Regions from separate parts of the Sus scrofa genome. Here region 1 is linked to region 2. A link is a contact called in public Hi-C data. All regions are on one chromosome and are shown on one strand. The core of a region is the stretch at or near the end of the contact, and the rest is flanking DNA. Distances in the headings are between cores, read along the strand shown. Region 1 has its middle 180 kb from the start of ADAMTS20. Region 2 overlaps PRICKLE1 (prickle-like protein 1).

The links. Hi-C and Micro-C count contacts between places; a contact is called where the count stands out from the background.
Region 1: a contact with region 2 is called in a Hi-C map of embryonic fibroblasts, with 3 times the contacts expected there. The contact joins two enhancer-like sites. A contact is called at or near these places in 3 of 47 Hi-C or Micro-C datasets (embryonic fibroblasts and fetal heart ventricle).

What each region holds. Positions count from the first base shown.
Region 1 is chr5:74,492,827-74,499,787 of Sscrofa11.1, reverse strand. No RefSeq gene overlaps it. Among named protein-coding and RNA genes, the nearest start is that of ADAMTS20, 180 kb to the left of the region's middle. Within about 2 kb of position 4,942, at least 4 of the 83 cell types and tissues checked have an H3K27ac peak or open chromatin away from gene starts, as enhancers often do. A contact at or near this core is called in embryonic fibroblasts, where this site is marked.
Region 2 is chr5:73,816,986-73,824,515 of Sscrofa11.1, reverse strand. All of the region lies in intron 1 of PRICKLE1 (prickle-like protein 1), which reads left to right. Among named protein-coding and RNA genes, the nearest start is that of PRICKLE1, 5.8 kb to the left of the region's middle. Within about 2 kb of position 4,870, at least 4 of the 83 cell types and tissues checked have an H3K27ac peak or open chromatin away from gene starts, as enhancers often do. A contact at or near this core is called in embryonic fibroblasts, where this site is marked.

The sequences.
Region 1 (6,961 bases), core at 3,693-6,192, 680 kb before region 2:
CAGAAAACCTTTCTTTTTACTTTACTGTACTCTTTGTTTATGAGGAGAAACTATGTTTATTCTATTCTGAATCATTCACAGCAACTATCAGAGTATTGACTGCACAGAATAGATTTAATATTTTTTGTGAATGAATTAAAGTACTCAGGAATTCAATTCCACTGAAAATATATGAAAAAAAAAATCTATTTGAGAGTTCCCATTGTGGCTCAGTGTGTTAAGAACCCAACATAGTCTCCGTGAGGATGTGGGTTGGATCCATGGCCTCGCTTGATGGATTAAAGCTCTGGCATTGCCACAAGCTGCAGTGTATGTCACAGATGCAGCTTGGATCTGTCATTGCTGTGGTTGTAGCATAGGCCTACAGCTGCAGCTCTGATTTGCTCCTAGCCTGGGAACTTCCATATGCCACAGGCGTGGCTGTAAAAGAAAAAAAAAAAATCTATTTGAGCTAAAATTTACAGATTTTTGATGGGATTTTTTAAAAATGAAGAGGCATCACCAGAATGTGTTTGGCAAGATACAGATATTCTTGGAGATGTCAATCATGTGGTACTGTGGAATCTGTGAGGCCAGCCTAAAAGTAAACCATAGCTACTATGCACATTTTTTCCAAGGAATAGGTTATGTAGATCCACTTTAATTTTTATGTTTTAAATTATTTTTAAAACACTTAACAACACGTACAAATATTGATGGAAATATAAGATGGTAGCATAATTAATAGTAAATTTTGTAGTAACAACTCATTTACCATTGGGTGTAGGTTTGATAAATATAAAACTGTTTTGTGATGCTTCAATAGTAGCAAAAAAGAATAGAATTGATGTTTTATATGACTCTTTTTTGATATCATGCATCAGGATAGGATATATATTTGCTATTAAATATAGCTATAGTCAACATTGGTGATTGCATCAACTTCTAGTTTTTAAACATGATAATTATTTTCAAACATTTAAGACTTACTGGTTCTTTCTAATTTTTTTCTAATAATTTAGTTCCTCTCTTTTAGCTGCCAAGTATCTAATTAACTGTTTTGCTTAAAGGTAAATAATAAGACCCAATTATGCCTTATCTTTGCCACTTATCTTTTTAAAGATGATATGATTATTTTTGTTATACTCTGCATAACCCCAGTTTTTCCTCAATGACTTAGCCTTTATTTGAAACATGAAAAATTATTTACAACTGACAACAGTGGCATCTGCTGGCCACTCCTCTAACTATTTCTCAGTATGATAAAGAAAAAAATGCCAAACTAATTTTCCTCTGCAGTTTTCTGAAGAGCTTGAGGAGCCACTGCTTGAGTTCCCCTTAGCACAACTAAACATTGATACCTATATCCTGATCCATATCCGTATCTCTCTCACATGTACCTTAAACACCTATCTTAAACATACCTGTGTCCTTTTCACTACTTCAGTCTCACAAGATTCTTAACAGTGTAGAATCTTCCCTGGCCTCCAGGAACAAAGAAAATATTTTATTTTTTATGGCCACACCCCTGGCTTATGGAAGTTCCAGGGCCAGGGATTGAATCCGAGCCACCACAGCTGTGACAATTCTGGATCCTTTAACCCACTGCACCTGACAGGGGATCAAACCCGTGCCTCTACGGTGACCTGTTTGTTATTTACGTTTGTTTTGTACACATTGTATTGCTTTTTTTGGTCTTTCATTTCTTATTATGCAAGAAATGTCTTCTTGCTCAATTTTTTTTTAGTGAAGTATTTTCATTCCCTCTTGTGATATTCTATAACTATTTTCTTTGTGGTTACCATGGGGATTCTATTTAACATTCTAAAATTACAACACTCTAATTTGAATTTATACCAATTTAACTTTAATAATAATAGATAGTACATAATACAAAAACTAATAATAAAACTATGATTATATTAATAAAATATATTTCATTAAAATATAAAATAAAGATTAAAGCAGTTAATATAATAAAACAATATAAATAATTATAATATAAAGTATATAGTTTATAATATAAACTTAATGATTTTTAATATAATGATATAATATTATATATTTAATAATATATAAAATATATATGATAATATAATATTTATTATATAATAAATATAATGCAAATAATAAATAATACAAAAACTCTGTTCTTTTAAAGCTCTGTCCCATTTCTTTCAGTTATTGATATCACAAAACTATGCCTGTATACCTTTAAAAGAAATTTGAGTTTTGTAATGCATTAGTCTTAAATCATGTAGACAACAAAAAGTAGAGTTACAAATCTGTTTTATAATAATGCCAGCTCTTACAATGTGTGATTTATTTACCTTTTAACATCTTTATTTCTTCTTACGGCTAAGTTACTAGCTAGTGTTCTTTCATTTCAACCTTTAGGACTACTTTTGGCAGTTTTTCGCAGGGCAGATCTAGTGGTAACAAACTCCCTTAGCTTGTGTTTATCTGAAAATGTCTTAATTTGCCTCACTTTAGAAGGACAGTTTTGCCATTTGTACAATTCTTGGATGACAGCTTTTTTTCTCTTTGCACTTTGAATATATTAGCCCAGAGCCTTCTGAATTCCCAAATTTCTGATTAGAAATTTGCTTAAAATCTTATCAAGTATCACTTGAATGTGATGAATTGACTCACTCTGAGTGCTTTCAATATTCTCTCTGTTTTTGGCATTGGACAGTTTGATTAAAATGCACATCAGTGTGGGTCTCTTTTAACTCATCTTACTTGCAATCCATTGAGCTTCTTGTACGTTTTTGTTCATGTTTTTCATCAGATTTGGAAGTTTCTGACCATTATTTCTTTATATAATTTCTCTATCCCCTTCTCTCTTCTCCTCCTTGGACCCCTACAGTCCATATGTTGGTCAATTTGATGGTGTGCCTTCGGCTGTAGTGATTTTTTAAATTCAAAAGCAATTGCTTTTGAATGTCTTTGTCTTTAATGTCTGGCTCCCAAAAGAGGAAAAAGATAAAAATAAAGGCGATAAAAAAGATCTGACCCTTTAAGTCTTCTGGAAGCTTCTTCAGCCTGAAGGTCAGGGGCTTGCAACTGTGAGGGTGTAAGTGTTCAAAAATTATTGCCATTCTCCATGTCTGTACCTTCATGATCAGAGCAGCTCATAATGAACAGAACATCGATCCCAGATATTTGCAGGATAAGTCCTTATGGCCCACCCTTGATCCTTTGAGCTACATGCAAGCTTCTCAAAGAAGATATCCATGGCTGTCTGCCTTGGGGCTGGGAAATGGGTATGGTTAGCTGTTGTTGAGCCAAAGGCTGAAATTGACTAAAATGAATCACAATTTACTGTCTAAGCTTTCCCCTGGAAGTTGCAAGGCTTCAATATTTTCCAGAGGTCCAAAATGGTTATACCAGACAGATTCCACCAGTACCATCATTTTCTAGGTAGGGAAGCAGATTCCTGCTCTGCTATTTTCCTAGAATCCTCTCTCCAAGAAGTTTCTTAAATGTTAGCTGATACTACTGTTTTTATCATGACCTATGAGATCATGAATAATACTTTTGTGAACCAGTCTTAAAGAATACAAGCGTGTGTTGTAGAGAGATGGGGTGTGTACTTCTTTGAAATCCTAGGATCTCAGGGATAGTGGAGAGGCCTTTTTTCTTTAAAAATTAAAAAAATTATACAATTTTTAAAATTTACTATCCTTTTACAGTTATTAAAAAATATCAGGGGAGTTCCCGTCGTGGCGCAGTGGTTAACGAATCCGACTAGGAACCATGAGGTTGCGGGTTCGGTCCCTGGCCTTGCTCAGTGGGTTAACGATCTGGCGTTGCCGTGAGCTGTGGTGTAGGTCACAGACACGGCTCGGATCCCACGTTGCTGTGGCTCTGGCATAGGCTGGTGGCTACAGCTCCGATTAGACCCCTAGCCTAGGAACATCCCATATGCCGCGGGAGCGGCCCAAGAAATGGCAAGACAAAAAAAAAAAAATATCAGCTATGTTCCTCATTTTGTGCAACACATCCTTGAGCCTGCCTCATACCAATAGTTTGTACCTCCCACTCTTCCACTTCTATATGGCCCTCCTCTCTCCCTGTTGGTAAGCACTAGTTTCTCCATCTCTGACTCTGCTTCTTTTTTGCTATATTCACTAGTACGTTACATTTTTTAGATTTCACATGTAACTGATATCATATAGTTTTTGTTTTTCTGTTTGACTTATTTCACTTGGCACAATGCCCTCCAATTCCATCCATGTTGCTGCAAATGGCAAAATTTTGGGGTTTTTTTATGGCTGTGTAATATCCCATTTTATACATATACCAATCTTCTTTATCCCTTCATCTGCTGATGGACATTTAGCTTGCTTCCATATCTTGTTGACAATTGTAAATAATACCGCTATCAACACTGAGGTACAGGTGTCTCTTTGAAATAGTGTTTTTGTTCTTTTTGAGTATGTACCCAGGAGTGAAAGTGCTGTGTCATGTGGTAATTTTATTTTCAGTTTTTTGAGAAACTTCCATGCTGTTTTCCTCAGTGGCTACACCAATTCACATTCCTACTAACAGTGTTCAAGAGGGCAGATCTTATGTTAAGCATTTTATCACTAATAATAATAATAATGAAGAGAGCAGAAGAGAACTTTTGAATCTGATGTTTATGGCACGGTTTGTGGTTTCAGCAATGCATTCTTATCACCAATATCATCAAGTTGTATACATTAAATATGTACAGTTCTTTATGTCAGTAATGCACTTCGATAAAGTGTTTTAAATAATTAAACAGCAAGGTTTCACTTTCATTCCAAAACAGCCTAAAATAAAGAAATAAAAAGCATTGATCAGTGCATTGAAGAAGGATGATCCAAACCACAGTCAAAAACTAACGGGAATTGATGCTCTTTTGACATTGTGCGCCATGGTCAGTAGAGGATGCTGTTGCTTCTTTTATAAAGAGCTCTTCCAAAGACAGCTTCCCAGGGCGGTGACCCTCTACTAAGGGCAGGAAGGGAAAATGAAAGTGAGTTGCAGAGATGGAAACTGCCTGGTGAAAGGATTCACCCAATTTGACTTCCTGCTGGGCAAAACAGCAAGGACTGGAACAAACAAACAAAACAAAACACACATGAAAATGCAAGGGAAATTATAAGCAGATGGAGGCTGTGCTGCCAAAACAGTCCTGAGAGTAATACTCAAAGGTGATTTCAAAGACCAGGAAACCATAAAATTGAGGTACTTGAATACTGCTATCTCCTTCAATATATGATTTAGTCATCATAAGAGTTGACCACTCCTGGATTTCTAGAAGCTTGATCTTAATTAAACCAAGTTGCTCTAACATAGGATATGGATGAAGACAATTTTGATTTACTTCATTCCTTTTGGACTTTTTTGGCAAGGTCAAGCGTATGGTTTCAGCATTTTCCCCATGGGCCCAGGTTGTAGATTTCTTTCATTTATGTATGAAAATGTATTTTGGAATATGATTGCAAAAAAATAATAGAAATCGACCAACAGAACCATTTGAATAGGGCTGAAACACCTCACTGCGGCGCAATTAGATGGTTATAAAATGTGTGGCTAAGACTGAGTACCAGTTCCACTCTTCTCAAGTTTGCAATGTGAATTCCAGGTTATTTTACCTCTCTGAACCTTTCACCATAATGGTTGGCATATAGTAAACCTTCAATATGTATTAGCATTATTGATAAATTGTTTCCACTGTCATGTTTGATTTTCATAAGTTGATGAGGTGGGTGAACAAATATTTTTGTACCCACTTTAGAGATGGAAAAAAAGGGGGCTTGGAGAGCTTGAGTTGCATGCAGACACCCTCGTGCCTAATAAGAAAGTGGGATTCTGATTCAGTTTTGTCTGAAGTCAAAGGTTTTATATATATATATATATATATATATATATATATATATATTTGAAATCAGTGTTTCTGGTGGATTCATTAATGTTCATGAGGCTAATCCATGGATCCTGGAGACATGCAGCTTCCAGTTCAGTGGGACCTGAGGTTCTGTATTTCAAACATGCACTCAGGTGGCCAGGGGGCCAGCAGGATCTCCTGGGATCTAATTAGAAACAAGAGTCTTGACTCCAGATCCACTGAATCCAAATCTGCATTTTAACAAGATCCCTTGAAAGATTAAAATTTATTAAAAAAAAAACTGATTTAGAGCAGGAGACAGCAAGTTTTTTTCTATCAACAATCAGATGGTAAATATTTTAGGCTTTGCAATCTCTGGTGATTCTCTTATACCTTAAAGTCTCAGAAGCTCAGGTTTAATCCACAGTTTCTTCTTCTATGGGGGCAAAGTTGTGTCTAATGAACTAAGGTCTCACTCAATACCCATGGGTAATTCTTTTTCTCTAGACAATCCTATAAACATCAGGAGTCTCAAGTTTTTGCCTGACAACAAGATCCCTTCTAGTGGAAAAAGCAATGTATGTGACCACTGAAATTCCCATTGAGTGAAATGTCTGACTTCATGTGAGTTTGAACCAGCAGTTTTTGATGCCTCTTTGTAAACTCTTAAGTACACCGCAAGTATCCAAAAACAAGAATTACAAATAGCAGTGGGCATAAGAACAATGTGGCATTCTTTTTCTTCTTCTTCTTTTTTTTAGAGCTATGCCCACAGCATATGGAGGTTCCTAGGCTAGGGGGTCCAATCGGAGCTACAACTGGCAGCCTACACCACAACCACAGTAACTCAGGATCTGAGCTGCGTCTGCGACCTACACTACAGCTCACGGCAACGCCAGATCCTTAACCCACTAAGTGAGGCCAGGGATTGAACCTGCAACCTCATGGTTCCTAGTTGGATTGGTTTCTGCTGCGCCACGACGGGAACTGCAATGTGGCATTCTTGAGAGAAGGAAGATGGGCTCTCCCACGTGAGATAATTGGAAGTTCTGGGTGAGACCCAAGAGTCTTCCTTCAAAGTCTGCTGTCCAGGTGATAAGAAGCAGGGAGGCCTTGGGAAAC
Region 2 (7,530 bases), core at 3,621-6,120:
TACCAGGGGGTTTCTAAATGCCATCATCTGGTGAGTCAGGAAACACACAAGATATTTTACAAGCTCTTCCAGAGATGTTTATACAAAGGATTTAAAGGTTAACAATGCATTGCTCTCCGTATTAAAACAGAAAGGTGCTGGAAATAAATGGACGTTACTCACAGTTGAAAGTTAGCACACTTGCTGATGAACTTGAAAATCTGTGTTTTGATAAGCCATGGCTAACAATAGTGACTCTTTCTTGTGAATAAGCCTAGGCAGGAAGGAGGTGGGGGCAGTTTTGTTGGAGGACTCGTGGCCTGGGTGGGACATAGGGGTAGCCATATTGACGTAAGCGACTGGGTCCTGTAAATTAAGTTTTCCACCCTTAATTTGGTACTAATTAGTGGTTTATCACCGAGTGAGCCTGTTGGTTCACAGGTTTTTAAAAGAAAAGAGATGTATTTCACTCAAGTGGCAGATTCAATCAGTTCTGCCAGCAATGCCAATGAAATCTAAAAAGTTTAATCATGTTTTGAAAATCAAGGATTTGTCTGTATAATAAAGGAGATTGCAGTGAGTCAGCTTGGGTCACCCAAATAAAATCTAATATCAGCTGGGGCGGCAGGGGAAGGCCCTTATAGGGTTCAGGGCTAAACTATGGTTGAGAGTTAGATGTGGGTAAAAGTCTGGTTATTCCTAATGTCCTGTCCTGTAATAACTCTGAAAAGACATAAAAGAAGAGAGGTTACAATTTAAAATTTCTTAAGCTAGAATTTTAAAAAGGAAGCTGAAATCTAAGGTTCAAAAAGTGACATTGTCAGATACAACCTTTTGTTATTACCTGAAAACCAGAGAGGGTGTTACAAGTGATTTTTCATAATACTCATAAAATGGAACAAGAATTTTGAAAATGGTTTCCCAGTAGATAAGTAACTCTTTTAGTGATGTATACCTATAGTTTGGGCTTTTCATTTTACAGGAAGCAGTTTTCAGGAAAGATTGTCGTTAGTAGTGTTCTAGTTACTGCAGTTAATTTTCTGGTTAAAGTAGTTTACAAAGAGCAAAAATGTCCTTTTAACGAAGGAAAGTAGTTAAAAAGTCAAAGTGATTCTCATATGTGCATGAAATTTTAAATATGCCAATAGACCACCATAGACTCCTTTCCCTTGGGGGGAAAAAAAACCTATCATTTTTCCTCCAGTGTTGCATAAAATAATGGTAACTGCTTAACTCTTAAGTGTGAGACTCTTCAGTTTTCTTAAATGCAGGTATGATTATTTCACAAGAAGGAGTTGGGAAAATGAAGCGTTGTGTTGCTTGGTTGGTTGGTTGGTTGGTCGGTAGGTGTTTTCGAGGAGCCATTCCTGCCTTTCCTTCTGGTCACAGGATAACTGTGCACTAATATCGTGCCTGGATTGTGCACTAATGTCCTAAAAAGGTTGGTGTGAGCGAACAAGCTGGATGAAGAAAGTCTAGCAGTCCTGGCACCAAGTCCTGCATTGGTGCAGTTCCTCGAAACCTCAGGCAGCATGTGGAGCCAGAGCTGAGTGCCAGGACCTTCCGGGCTCTTCCACCTCTGGACACACACAAGGGTTGCACCTGAGCACCACCAGGAACCAGTACCCAACCTTCTCGTTCATGGCCCTGCAGAACTCATGTCACAGAGGTTAACTGTGTGTGTTGGTAGAGGAACGTCTTGCAAGAGCGGAAGAGGCCTGGCTGGAACATGCAGAGGGACCCACCTGCCTCCCTGTTCCCCTCACGCCCTCTCTCCTGAAGGAGGGCTGGTGGGAAGAGACAGGCTTTACAAGTTGGAGCACGCTGATGTCATGACACTTCTGGCGAGGAGACAGGACAGGATAATCGGATCCTTTTCCTGAGTGCCAGAATGACACGATTTTTCCAAGAACCATTCCTGAGCCAGGGGTCCACTGACTCGGACTATTTCCAGGTCCCTCGGGGGTGGGGGAGGAGGGATCAGACCTCTCAAAGAGAACGTAATATTTCTTCCTGTAGTCTCTGTTGCGTGCGCTTGTTTAGACTAAACTTTAAATGCATTGTGGTCACATTTGAAGGGACCTCTCTAGGAACAAGAACAATTGCCCAGCCTGAACTGATTAGACCTTTCCAGATTCATTTCCCCGGGAAAAGAGATTTTCAGTGTAAAAATGACAATAAAAATGGCAGCAAGGCAGAAGCCAGTGGAAACATTTTAAAACTTAGAGCTGTAAACTAGCAAGCAGCTGTCATTTGCCTTGACTTTGTCCCACCTGTCCCTAATTTGGTCCTAAGAAATCCTAAAAAACAACTGATCAATTCACCCGCACTTGCCTTTTTCTCGCTGGTAGGCTTTGGGCAAACTCTCCGGAGAGAAGCCTTTCATTTCTGGTGGATTACACACTTGGGGGTGGGGGAGAGTGCGGACTGTGTTATTTCAGTTGTTAGAGTACTGAAGTCAGGGACTCCTTTCTAAGAGTTTTGTCCCAGTTGCTGAGTGGTGGCACCCACCAGCTTTTGCTCTGTGCGCGCCTTGCTCTGTTTGCTTCTTGTCCCATTGGGCCTCCGGAAAGAAGAGTTGTCAATAATCCACTGAAAATATTGTAGTCAGATGCGGCCGGTAAGGGGACCCCTCGATGCAGCATGCTCTCACTCAGCTGCCCTGCTTTTATCCCAGGCGAGATCCCACAGCTCGCAATTAAGGTCTTTGACTTGGGTAACAATTCTGTTTGAAATGTTTCCAATTACACACAATATTGGCGGCATGTAGCAGCTGCATGCCAAAAAGCTTTTCCAAGTGTGTTCCAAGAATCAGGCTGTGATTGCTTTTAATTTAAATAAAGGCTATTTGGTTTCCTGTGAAGTTTTTTATAACCACCTTCCACCACCACCACCCCCCTTTTGTCACCTTTCAAAAAAAAAAAAAAGTTGATATGAAGTAGCCACCACTTAATGTGATACAATATTGGCCCTGGTTTCCTAGGATGGCTGGCTTTGCCCAAGCATGAGGACTATTCCATAAAGGAGAACTTAGAGAACCGTTGTGCAGCAGTTTGGGTTTCCCCAAAGAAGAAAAGAAGGAAGGATGATCTGATAGGCTATTTTAAGTAGCCAATGTTTCCGAATCTTTTCCCCTCCTTCTTTAGGGATCTGTCCTTATAATTATCTTTTTTGGTCACCGAAGATTTGATATGGTGTCTTTCCTTCACATCTTCTATTTTTCTTTTTGTCTGCCTGTGAACATGTGTTAAAGACACATTAAAAGCATAGAGAAAATTCAGTACAAATATCCTTAAAGCAGAAGAGTTTGGGGTGGGGTGCAGTTGCAGGGAGCCAGTGAAATAATTTCACCATTCTACAGTAGCCAAGCCCTCCAGATTGCCCCCTCTGTGGGCTTGAAATCTCTCAACACTGAAACCTTTGAAAAACGGTAGTGGCTTAAATCTTTTAATAGCTACCAGATATACTTATTAAATCTGAAAATAAAATATACACTCTCAGGACTCCGAGTTACAGGGATTAGTTACAGGACTGAGGTCGGGGTGGGAGGAGGTTCTGTTTCCAGGATGATTTGTTGGCCCATTTGAAATATAACACCTAGAGCTAGAGGGTATCCAGTAGCTGAGGTGCTAAGATGGTCCTAATTAAGGCGTTTTCACATAGGCCCTTTCAATCCTGGCAAACACAGCCTATAGAATCTAGTGCTTCTTTGGGTCACACAGTAGTCGACTTGCATAAACGCCAACGTCTCTTCTGGCATTTGTGGAAGTCTTCCATCAGGTAATAAATAGCACTATATAATCCAAATTTGTAAATGCCATGTTTCATGTAGCCCCAGTAGAGACAGCTGAAATTAACCCGGGCTGCCAGGGATCTTTGAGATCTGGAGGTTCGGTTACTGCCTCAATGCAAAAGACTACCACCAATGAATGTTGGCCTTTGAGCCAAGCTAGAAGGGGAAGGTTAGCCTTAGGAAAGCAGCAGACCTTAAGAACTGCCCACCAGCCATCCCTCGGATTTGCCCTTTCTCCCTGGAAACTTTCAATCAAGCAAACCTTCTTAGAGGAAGTTTGCTCATTTCGACATAAAATGAGGTTTATCTTGCCTTACCAGGCGAGCACCCCGGCCTGCCCATTGTGGTAGTGACACAACCCACTATGGTCACCATGGTTCAAGTAGAAATTCTATTAAAACCTGCTTCTGTGTTGGCCAGGTCCTCTGCCCCGATTGAAATACTGTCTTCCGGATCCACACACACACACTCACCCCTCGCGTACTCCTTCAGCCTAATAATAGCAAACGGATTTAAACCATGTCAGAGTTGCAGCAAAGGCATTTGTACTTCTTTTTTTCGTTCTTTCATCTTTGTGATAGAAAGCCAATCTTTGTGATAGAATGCCAATAATATGGCATTCTTCTGAAGACATTCATAACTTGTTAACTGTAATGGATGTTTCTAACTATGTTATTTACATGCTTGAAGACTCTAAGTTCCTTCATTAGGACCTGAAAAAGAGCCAGATAGCGTGGCATTTTGCTTTGCTCTAAAACAGCGCTGCCGAACAATTTAAGGAACTGTTAGATCTTATGTAAGAAGACTGCTTAGTGCTCTTGTTTTTTTTTAATTTTTTGTCTTTTTGCCATTTCTTGGGCCACTCCCCCAGCATATGGAGGTTCCCAGGCTAGGGGTCCATTCGGAGCTGTAGCCACCGGCCGCGTCTGCAACCTACACCACAGCTCACGGCAATGCCAGATTGTCAACCCACTGAGCAAGGGCAGGGACCGAACCCGCAACCTCATGGTTCCTAGTCGGATTGGTTAACCACTGCGCCACAACGGGAACTCCTGCTTAGTGCTCTTGTGTTGCAATACTTTGTTATAATGTGTGTCCAAAGGAGACAGGCATTTGAAATTCTTCTGTGACTATGTAATTAGTAAGTATGTTCGGTGCTTGAAGTATATGCATGTTACATAATTTTTAGAAAGAGATAAAGTTAAGGCTGAAGTGCATTAGAGAATCACAGATGTTTCTTGTAAGAAACTACATATGCTTCATAGGAATTTCGAACTCCTTTCTGATGCTTAGCTTTGTTCATTGCAAGGATCACATGAATAATTTCTTTTGAGTTGCCATGGTTCTTATTTACACAAGCCTTGAGAAAGGAGCTGAAGTGATAAATAACTTGCCCCCCTCACCCAGTTAGTTCTGAAATGCTTTAGCCTTTAATGTTTTTGTGAATGTGAAGGGAGGGAATAAAATACACAGAGAAGATGTTTGTGTTTAACTGACTTAATCATATAAGTTCCCTTTGTGGGTCTTCTATAAGCTTAAACAGCTTGTCAGGCTAATAGCCAAAAACATGTCCTCAAGTCCTGCCAAACGTGTTAAAAGCAGACCAGGCTTTCTTCATATTGAGGTATTGGAAACATATTTTTAACCTTCTGAATTTGAGGAATAAACCAGAAAAATCATCCTCTTCTTCTAATCCACAAAACCCCAAAATGATTATTCATGGCAGTGCCAAAATGAGAAACTGATAGGCATAAGGATGTTTGAATGGGAGCAGCTTGACTTGGCTGTTGAAGCAGGAAGGAACCGGGTTACTATGGTACGTGATGGCTCTTTGTTTGTTGTTTGTGTTGCCCGTACACACTGGCTTTTTTACTTTGGTTCCGTAACTTTTGGTTGAGGAGTTGTCCTGACCAAAGCACTTATCCTGTTTCTTGAGTAGAGATTCAAGAATCATCAGTAGTGATGTGGCAGAAGAGTGCAGAACTGGATAGTTTTTCTACCATCATTTTTCTGTAAATCAGAAAATTTGGAACACAGTCCAATAACTGTGCGATTTTGGGTCAGCCACTCAGCCTCTCTGGGCCTTGGTTCCCTCATATATAAAGTGAGGGAACTGAGCCAGATCAGTGCATATTAACCAAAGGTTTGAGCCATAAACACCTATGGAGCTTTTTCAAAATGAAAATACACAGAGATTTTTAAGGCAGGAGGCTTGGGGTGGAGTCTTGCACATTTAACTTGGAAACGCTCCTCAAGTAATTTGATGCACAGCTGTGGTTAAGAGCCACTAAATTAGATGATCTCTGAGATTTCCTTCCAGTTCTAAAATTTTATGTTTCTAATCCTACTAGGCTGAACATTTTTCCTTCCTTCCTTTCTCTTTTGTTCATTCATTCATTGATTCTTCATAGCGAATGTTGCCATCAAGAAATAGACGTCATTTTAACCCAGGTCCAGGAAATTGTGTGTTCTCCTCCTGTGAGTGGACGGTGATAGATGTGAGCCAGGAACCATGTTAGTTCCCCGTTGCACACCCAACGCCTAACACAGTGCCGGACTCACAGTGCGCATGGCAACTTCAGAGAGCCCCCCAGAGTCAGGAAACTTTGAAAATGTGATGTTAGTGATTTTAAAATACTATTGTTAGCCTTCCGTAGTGTAAGGAGCATCAATATAATGTTGTCTGCATGAAACTTATATAATGTTGCAAGCCAATGTTACCTCAATAAAAGATAAATTAAAAATAAAGTAAAATAGGAGCTCCCATGGCAGCGCAGCAGAAACGAATCCAACTAGGAATCATGAGGTTGCAAGTTCGACCCCTGACCTGGTTCGGTGGGTTGAGGATCCGGCGTTGCTATGAGCTGTGGTGTAGGTCGCAGACTCGGCTTGGATCTGGTGTTGCTGTGGCTGTGGTGTAGCCACAGCTGCAACTCCGATTCGACCCCTAGTCTGGGAACCTCCCATCTGCTCCATAGCTCTAAATAGCAAAAAAAAATTTTTAAAAGTAAAATAAAACAGTATGCTCAATATGTTTTGTCAACTTCCAGACACCTTTCAGGTAAAGTACCTCCAGATTTCAAAGAATAGGTATAATTGTTCATCTGAAAAGCAGCATAATAAATTCATTCTATCTCTTATGTTTCCAGATCTTCGAGGTACTCTATCATGTTTTGTTTTTGTTTTTGTTTTTTTTTTTTGTCTTTTTGCTATTTCTTGGGCTACTCTTGCAGCATATGGAGGTTCCCAGGCTAGGGGTTGAATCGGAGCTGTAGCCACCGGCCTACGCCAGAGCCACAGCAACACGGGATCCGAGCCGCGTCTGCAACCTACACCACAGGTCATGGCAACGCCGGATCGTTAACCCACTGAGCAAGGGCAGGGACCGAACCGGCAACCTCATGGTTCCTAGTCGGATTTGTTAACCACTGCGCCACGACGGGAACTCCCTCTATCATGTATTGATTGTATTTTTTTGCAAGTTACCAGTTGGTCTCGTTGCTTTCAATGTGAAAGTACTTCACCTGAAAAAGTATCTGGAGGTTGACCAAAAAAAAAAAAAAAAAAGATACCAAGCTTATTACTTGAAAATATAACTAATATAGTATGAAAAACTAACATAGTTTATCCTATGAAAACTATAGTTTGTCAGACGTTTCCTTATCTCTTGGGCTCCTGCATTTGTGGAATAAATGATTGACCGGTCTTCTGCTATCACCTTTGTGTGTCACTTTAAGAAGTATAACCCAACCAAATCA